Regions from separate parts of the Mus musculus genome. Here regions 1 and 2 are each linked to region 3. The links are chromatin contacts, called in public Hi-C and promoter capture Hi-C maps. All regions are on one chromosome and are shown on one strand. The core of a region is the stretch at or near the end of the contact, and the rest is flanking DNA. Distances in the headings are between cores, read along the strand shown. Region 1 overlaps Fam53b (family with sequence similarity 53, member B). Region 2 holds the start of Fam53b (family with sequence similarity 53, member B). Region 3 holds the start of Hmx2 (H6 homeobox 2).

Region 1 (2,700 bases), core at 182-2,681, 1.2 Mb after region 3:
AATAAGCAGATAACATCACCAGGTGTCACTAGAGAGACACTCAGTAGGAGCTTTGCTGGCAGCACCACATAGGGCCAATCCTAGAGCCAGCCTAGAACATCAAGACAGCACGCCCAGCTAGCAGCCAGCAGGGGGCCCAGAGGAGAGACAAAAAGGGGAGAGGAAGTGGGTGCGGGTGAGGAAAGCATCGACAGGAAATGCCCTTGGAACACGCCCTATGGCAGCAGCAGGCTGAGGCCTGGCCACCCCCACCCCCACCCCCACCCCACAGTTCTCTAGTCTCAGGTCTCCCCGGGATGCTGAAAACCTGTTTGCCTCTGCAGGACAAAATGGCACACCCCCTCCACCTAAGAGCCCCCTTTCGAGTCGCACTGGGACACCTCAGCTTGCTGAGGAAACAAAGACACGGTCTCAGAAGCTCTAGGAACATCTGTCTGAAACTCTTGAACAGGGGAACACAGCAGGGGCATAGCCAAAGGCAAGCCTCTAAGATGGATAAAGGCAGATGGGCAGTAGCTGTCTCCACACTCAAGTCCCCAGCACCCATGAGCCTGGGACTTCCATGGAGGACAAAGGCGGGGGGTGGGGGGTGGGGGGCGGAGGTAGGGAAAGTCAGATTCGACCTGCTGTGTCTTGGCCTGGATCTGCCATACAGCCATCTCCTTTCCCTCAGAGCTGGTCTCCCTTATTGACAGAAACAATGGCCTCTGCTCAGTCATCCTGGTAGGACTATAGGGAGAACTGGGAAGGAGGGGTCTGCTGAAAGGACACTAGGAGAGCCTGAGGCTGCACTCTCGCAGTGGCCACAAGCCTGAGAGATCTCTGCTTTGCTTTGTTGACTGGCACTCAGGTTCAGAGAGGTTTGGGACCGTGTCAAAGGCCCTAAGACTCAATCGAGAACTAGGCCCAGCTCACTTGCTCTGTGTGCTAGGGCTCCTCAGCCACTTACAGCCTGGGTGGGATTAGCAAGTGTGGGAAGTTGCCGGCCTGGGAAGAGAAAGCACCGCCCGGGCCTGAGGAATGTGCCTAGTCACTGGAAGCCAGGGGAAAGCCGTGACAAGTCACTCAGGCAGAGGAGACAGGATGGAACCAGGGGGAGAGATGAGTATGAGAGTGTGTTCTCGATTTGCAGAGTGGCAGAGAACCAGCTGGGAGAGCGCCAGGAAGAAGGCAGGCCTGGTTGCTGCCCAGGCACCATCTAGCTCACAGAGATCTTGAGAAAAGAGCCTCACCTCTCTGGGCCTCAGGTATACACTGACAAATGACACGCCTACCTCTTTGAGCCTGGAGGCTGATGGGCTCCAGTTGGGCCCTCCTGCACTTTCTTCCTACCTCATATCTATCCTAAGAAAAGCAACACTTTCCTACAGTCTCACGGGAGGCTGTGCTTGTGCCTGCTTGGTCCCGCTCCGCCCCATGTGAATAAGCAAGATGGGGATGGGTGGAGAGATTCCCGTGAGGCTCGCGGCCAGGCATGAGCGCCGTTCTGACCCACCTGACACCATAACAGTTAGCAACTGCTTCAGCCGGCAGACTTTCCCCCAGGGTATAGTCCACAGTTGGCCTTCATGCAACTGCAGGATGCCTGCCTGCCATGAACAATACCCATGTGTTAGTTGGCAGTTATGTGTGAGCTGAGCATGATCTCCTTAGAACTCGGAGTGATGCCGTCTCTGGTCTTTGGGATACAGTGGGAAGTATGGCTTTCATTCCTTTAGCTGATGCCTATCAAATGCATGTAGGTCTCTGGAGCTATGCCATGCACTCCTCTAGAAGGCAAGTACTCTCATTCCCATTTTGTAAATAGGAAAACTGAGGCCTAGATTAATAATATGTTCAGAATCCTGCAGCTAAAGAATGGCAGAGTTAGGCAGGAGCCCTTGCTCTCTCAGTCCCAGGCTAGCTCCTTTCTCCATGCCCTCAGATCTCCAGTAACCTCCTAAGATATTTATAGCATCAGCAGTTAAAGTTATAGCAAGATGAATGGGCGGCAGGCACAGAAGACATAATTGTCTACCAGATAACTTTTCTCCCTAATGGAACCATAATATTTTATTCTTAGTAGTATAATTTAAGTATTGGTTGATTTCACCATACTGTGGGCTCTGCTTTACTCTCAGGGTAAGTGCTAAGAAGACAGGTCTTTTCCTACAGGAAGGACTTTTTAATCAGTTGGAGGAGGCCAAAGATGAAGAAGCCTTAGTGAGTGGACAGCCCAGGTCACTAGGGCACCTGAGAAGGTGGGCATTTGCCATCCTGAGTTCTGCCCAGGCCTGAGCCTTCAGAGGCTCCAGGGACTCTCTATGCAGAGGAAGGCAATGAAGCATCATGGAACTGTGATGAAAATGGTGACAACAGCCACTCCTGTCCAACGAGCAGATGTGGTAGTTGACCCTTGGGCTCCTGTGGTCTTCATACCAACCCCATGAGGCAAGTTATTATTGTCCTCACTTTGAGGAAAGGAAAAAACAAAACAGTCATGCACAGTTACACATGCCCACAGAATCAGGAGGACCAGAGGCTCAAGGCCAGCCTTGGCTACATAGTGAATTCAAGGCCACCTTGAGCTACAGGACAGGTCATGGGATCTCATCTAAAAACAAAAACAAACAAACAAACAAGGGTGTCAAGTGCATACCTGGCTAGAGGGATGAGGTTCACGTCCCAGCCTTGGCCCACTGGGCTCCCGCTCACTGCTTC
Region 2 (2,895 bases), core at 124-2,623, 1.3 Mb after region 3:
TCCCAACACCAGAGTCCCAATTTTACCGTATGGAAAACTCAAGAGTGTGGCCTATAGGAGGCAGAATCCCATTCACCAAATGCTGCAAAGAGCTTTTCTTTGTTCGCCATGGTACTAAGTACAGTACGTGTTAACGAACCCGGCGGTCAGGAGCATCAGGGGGCGTCCAAAGGCGAGGGTCCAGAACAAGCCTGCCCACGCAATTCCAGGCCCTTGTCCCACTCACCCGCAAGCACTGTTCCCCTAGTCTGAGGGTAGAAGAGGAGCTTGTGTATGTGGGGGCGGGAGGGGGGGTCGAGAAAACACTTGGGTCAACTCAAATCACCCTCTTCGGATTCTGGGTTTCCAAGTCTCTTTGGTCCCGGTTCCACCAAGTGAAACCCCTAGCTGGCAACCTGACTCCCACCGGCTAGCAAACCAAGGATTGGCAGAAAGAAAAAAAAAAAAATGTGACTAGGCTAGTATCCTGTGACGGACGGCCCTCTTCGCCATGTGCAAAAACCACGCCGGCACAGGCGACCCCCCACTCCTCAAGCCCTGGCCTCGGCCACGCCGCCTGCTTCCCCCTCCCTAGGCAGAGCGCCCTCTCACCCCCATCGACACCGCGCGGGTCAGTCGTGTAGCCTTGGAGTCGTCCCTGCGCGCCCGCATCCCAGGGGTGGCGGGTGTAAACTTCCGTGAACAAAAGAGTTGTCTGCAAACGATGCGGAACTTCGGGGCTCAGCGCCTTCGCTGCTGCCACAAGCCAGGGCTCAAGTTGAGCCTCAAAGGAGGAGGCTGCTCGGGACGCAGCCGTCTCCGCGGCCGTCCGCTGGGTCGGCGGAGCGCAGACTTTTCGGCAGCGCTAGGTTTGCTCGTCCCCCGCCAGCGCGCTGACAAGTCTCACGCCTGCACCAGGGCGAGCAAGAGTCGGCGCCGGTAGAAACCACCGGATCCGCCGTATAACAAGGAGACAGGGAGAAAGAAAGCCAGCAGCATTAAGGAAGGAAAGAGCGAGCGCAGCGCACGCGAGCCCAACTTCCCCCGCCGCCGCCGCCGCCGGGGAGCTCGCACCGACCCCACTCCGGACCAGCCCCCTGGCGCGGTTGCCCGGCCGGGTCGCTTACTGTGCGCGCCGGACGCGGGCCGTCACTGCAAGCGCTCGCCAAGTCGTCCGGGCTGCACGCCCGCGTCCGCCGTGCGCACGCTCTCCGGCCGGCGCCGAGCGCTTTGTACCGAGCGACTCCCGGGGAGGAGGAAATCGACTTGTCACTTCCTGAACTGTTTGCAACTCGTCCCTTTAACCGACCTCGGCCAGGCCGCCAATGCCCACTGCTGCCGCCGGGCAGCTCGACCGCGGCTGCGTGAACTCGGTGGCGCTGTGCGGGCGGCGTCGCGGCCGGGGCGCCCGGCGTGCCGCTACGAGGTGCAGTGCGCGCAGCCGCCGGTGGGCGGGGAGAGGGGGGGGGGTCCACGGCGCGCCTCCGTCAGTGTGGCCGGGTGTCCAGTGAACCCGCACCACGCACCTCTCACGCCTGGATGCCGGGGCTCAGGGAAGTAGCACCGCACAAGTCAGGATTGAAACTCAGGCCTCGTGGGCTTCAGATGGCCAGCTTCCGGGTTTGGCTTAGCAGTTTAAAAGAATCTGTGGCGAACAAGACCGCAAAGGGAGGTGGCACGGACTCTGGTGCGGTCACACTTTAGGATAATAAAGCACTGTTCCTGACTCTGGGTGCAATCGAATTTGAGGAATTTGTACTTCAGATGCCACATCCAAAATACATGCAACTGGGGAAGGAAGGATTTGCGGTTGCTAAGCAGAGGCAGGGCATGTTTAGTTCTGTAACTTAGGATGTTGACTCAAGTGCAGGAATGTAACCCTGATAGAATAAGCAGAGTATTTTCATTGTGCAGCTCACCTGGGGGGGGAGGGGATAACGTTCCTTGTGAAATGAAGTCCTAGATTTCCCATCACTCCTTCCTGCTGATGTGTGTTATTAACCTTATCCAAAAAGATTTTTAAGAGTTTTTTTTAAGACTCTATGCCTGTTTTGCGTTCCCCTTTGCCAAAAAAACAAAACACCTCATTACTTTACATGGATTGTGTCTGCACCGTTTGAATGGTTCTATTCATAAATCAGGAAACTTTTTCTGTTGCTTCGAGGAACATTTAATTGGTTTTAATCCAATGTTGCAATCCTAGTATCAAACATAAATGAACAATTAACTTTTTGAGTTTGTGTGCACTTGGGAAACTATTAGATTTCATGGCTATTGCTGAAATATTTCAGTTTGTGACCACACTGGACCTATTCTTTTCAGAAAGGCATAAGCTAACATATTTCACACTAACTACAGCTCATTTCAGAGACTCTGCCATAAGATGAAGATGCTCATCAGAAGGAAGGATGTGTGTTCACCTCAGAGAGATGATTCGAACATAATCAAATCACTCTAAGAAGGCCAAGTGTGCTAATACACAGACTACAAAGATGCTAATATCCATAATACATTACTTCCTTTTAAGAAACATGTTAAGGGCTATGTTTTTTTTTTTTTTAAAGGAATAAGAACCACATGTTCTGTCAAAAGAAGGCAGGCACATGGGCAAAGCAGAGGCTACTATAATACACTTACGGTCACTTCCCAAAAGCCACCTGATCACAGCACTACCACCTTAGCCTCCAAGCTCTGTAAGAATAGAATTTAATGCACTTAGCTTTTTTTATTGGGAGGCCTAGAGTGACTCCTGCTGGCAAACATTCCATTTATCCCTGCAATTACTAGTTCATCAGGTCAACTTAAAAAAATCAAGATGCCAGGGGTCCTAAGCCTGGAAACAATTATCGCAGCCATTACTCTTGTTGCTTTCAGAACCATGTTAGTCTCATGAAATTCCACGGATGGGGGTCACGG
Region 3 (2,776 bases), core at 119-2,618:
AGATAACTGTCGCCTCAAATCCCTTTGCTTGCTTTGTTGAGATGACTCTAGATCAGGTAACAGGTGCTCTAGGGATTAAACAAGCAAGAGTCAGGGCTTAGGGAGAGGCCACAAGAAGGAAGGAGAGAGTCAGGTTTTATAAAGCTGTACCTTGACCTCTGAAAGGAAAGCAACACTTCAAATAATTTTAGGATGGGGAAAACGAGGCGTGGAAAGTGTACATATCTTGCCCAAAGACACCCTACCTATATTTAACAGGATCCTGTCCAATTCTAAAAAGTCCCCATACCTACCTACTTCGTTTCCTTCCAGAAGCAGCGTAGCCATTTTGAGACCGCCAGTATTTACCAGCAAAATAAAGTAAATGAGTTTAGCTGCAGTGTGGGAAGGCGAGCTGTGTGGTATTCGGTCAAGGATTAGGAAATAACTATTCTGCACTCTGAGAGTTTATAGGTTTCTAGCTGACACATCATCACAACCAGAGAATGGGGGCAGGCGACACTAAGAAGTTTGCCAGGGGGCAGGGATGCTTCTACTGGGACCAGACTTGTTCAAGTTCACACAGTGCAAATGGCGTTTGCTGGAATGTGAGCCGGAACCTCGGGACATTTGGGGGCTACTCTGTTTCCAAAATCCTCTGCCCCCTTTAGTCAGCGGGGTCTTCAGGTCCAGAGCTGTAGAATTTCTTTGCTCCTGTGTCTCCCAGCGGAGAGCCACATACTGTCAATCCCCAACGCAGCGGGAGAAGACTCGTAGAGCGCTGTTAGTTCCCAAGAGGCTAGAAGGGGTTGAGGACTGGGGAGGGTGGCAGCAGCCTATGGTGTGCATCTTGGATGTGAGAGAGCCCCACCAGCTCGACCCCGGGCGCTGTTCTCGTTTCTGGAGAGGCAAGGCAAAGACCAGGAACACAGGCTGCAATCTAAGCTGCCTTCAGCCCCAGATGTTACGGGCTGGACAGAGCTGATGCGAGTGCGCGTCTAGGCTTGCTCCCGGAGCTTCCCGGTGCTGCGTGCTCGGCCCCAGCTTTTTAAAAAATTCCGGGGCCGCTCCGCGGCGCTGCGATTGGCCGCGGCCGGGTAACCTCTATGCAAATGAGGCCGCGCAGCCTCCGCGTCGCTGGAGACCGGTGGAGTTGTCAAACGAGGAAGGGACATTGGCACCGGGGCTGGGCGGGCTCACCCAGAGCCGGGCCGGCAGGGACCCGCGCACAGCGGTCCGGTGCCTGCGCGTCCTGGAGCAGAAGGGACGCCTCGCCAGCCTCGTAGCCCCCTCCCCTTGCTTTCCCTCCCGCCCCTCCCCCCGCCCGCCTGCCCGCACCACCTTCCACCCAGCCCCGCTCTAAAGGGAGTTCTTGGTTTCCTCCGATTTCTTATGAACCCAGGATGGGCAGCAAGGAAGATGTGGGGAAGGGATGTCCGGCGGCCGGTGGCGTCTCCAGCTTCACCATCCAGTCCATCCTGGGCGGGGGCCCCTCCGAGGCACCGCGGGAGCCCGCCGGGTGGCCAGCCAGGAAACGCAGCCTGTCTGTGTCCTCGGAGGAGGAGGAGCCGGAGGAAGGTTGGAAGGCTCCGGCTTGCTTCTGCCCAGATCCGCACGGCCCCAAGGAGCCAAGCCCTAAGCACCATACCCCCATCCCTTTCCCTTGCCTGGGTAAGGATCGCAGGTCGGGAGTCTGGCCCGAGTGAGCGTGAGCCGATGCGGTGTGTGATTGTCGGAGACGCGGAGCAGGGCATCCCCGGGTCACAGCCGGGCCGCTAGTGGTCCAGGCTAAGGGGAGGGGACTACGCACCCATGGTGCATTCTCGAAAAGGCCGGAAGGGCCGGCGCTGGGGAGAAGTAGAGGAATATTGGGGCGGTAAGGGGAAGACTGGGTAAGGGGAAGGAGGGTGAACCAGAGTGGGCCAGGAACTCTGCGGGCGGTACACAATGCTGGCCAAAATGGTTTCGCACGCCGGGTACTTTCTGTCCTGACTTAGTTCTGCAGGTCTGGTTTGGGTGTTCTGTCAGTCCTGCAGGCTCTATGTCTTTTCCCTCCTCTCGGCCTCTTCTCGAAGTGATTAGTACTCTAAAATGATTGACAGTGCTGAGTTTCAGAGAGGTAAAAGCTAACGGAGGACAGCCAAGGAGTTATGAATAAAATTAGCCCGACTCTCAAAGAAAACGGCCTGTAAAATGATGCTACCTTGTAGAGCTCAGTCCTCAAAGGCAAAAATCACCTTTAAAAAATGGTGTTAATGTCCCCATTCCAGACCCGGTACCACGTTTACTTTTATAAGAGTGGAAGGAGACCCTCCAGCTCGGATTATATGGAACCCTCTTCTGCTGCTTTGAAAGGCCGAGGCTCTGGACTTTGGGCGCTAGCAGGACGCAGTAGAAAAGGAAAGGGTTAGCAATAGGGGAATCAAGGATGCAGGCATCAGTCAACCTCCTTGTCCCCGGCAGAGCTGAGAGTCTTTAAGGCTCATCAACTCCATGGTCATTCTGTTTGTGCTCACTCTTCAGGTACCCCCAAGGGCAGCGGAGGCGCAGGGCCTGCGGCCTCGGAGCGCACGCCATTCCTTTCTCCTTCTCACCCGGACTTTAAGGAAGAGAAGGAGAGGCTTTTGCCGGCGGGCTCGCCTTCTCCGGGCCCGGAGCGGCCACGGGACGGCGGTGCGGAGCGCCAAACCGGAGCGGCCAAGAAGAAGACGCGCACCGTCTTCTCCCGCAGCCAAGTGTACCAGCTCGAGTCTACCTTCGACATGAAACGCTACCTGAGCAGCTCGGAGCGCGCTTG

Evidence for each region. Promoter capture Hi-C pulls out the DNA fragments that hold promoters and counts their contacts. A called contact is a pair of places that touch in the nucleus more often than the background predicts.
Region 1: a contact with region 3 is called in a Hi-C map of CD8 T cells, with 3 times the contacts expected there. The contact joins the enhancer-like site here to the promoter of Hmx2 in region 3. A contact is called at or near these places in 3 of 39 promoter capture datasets (neutrophils, pre-B cells and stem cell-derived epiblast-like cells), 2 of 484 Hi-C or Micro-C datasets (B cells and CD8 T cells), 1 of 115 datasets of contacts at active chromatin or transcription factors (large pre-B cells) and 1 of 9 other capture datasets (embryonic stem cells).
Region 2: a contact with region 3 is called in a promoter capture Hi-C map of embryonic stem cells, with 3 times the contacts expected there. The contact joins the promoter of Fam53b here to the promoter of Hmx2 in region 3. A contact is called at or near these places in 7 of 39 promoter capture datasets (3T3-L1-derived adipocytes, the C10 cell line, the HPC-7 cell line and 3 more), 3 of 115 datasets of contacts at active chromatin or transcription factors (astrocytes, embryonic stem cells and large pre-B cells) and 2 of 9 other capture datasets (embryonic stem cells and liver).

The regions. Positions count from the first base shown.
Region 1 is chr7:132,735,225-132,737,924 of GRCm38.p6, forward strand. The region is part of intron 4 of Fam53b (family with sequence similarity 53, member B); the gene reads right to left. Among named protein-coding and RNA genes, the nearest start is that of Fam53b, 77 kb to the right of the region's middle. Within about 2 kb of position 1,432, at least 220 of the 459 cell types and tissues checked have an H3K27ac peak or open chromatin away from gene starts, as enhancers often do. A contact at or near this core is called in B cells, CD8 T cells, embryonic stem cells and 2 more, where this site is marked.
Region 2 is chr7:132,812,475-132,815,369 of GRCm38.p6, forward strand. Fam53b (family with sequence similarity 53, member B) reads right to left here and starts at 1,374. Exons shown (of 5, transcript NM_001381858.1): 1 at 1,107-1,374.
Region 3 is chr7:131,552,925-131,555,700 of GRCm38.p6, forward strand. It overlaps Hmx2 (H6 homeobox 2), which reads left to right and starts at 1,369. Exons shown (of 2, transcript NM_145998.4): 1 at 1,369-1,650; 2 at 2,503-2,776. The coding sequence starts at 1,383.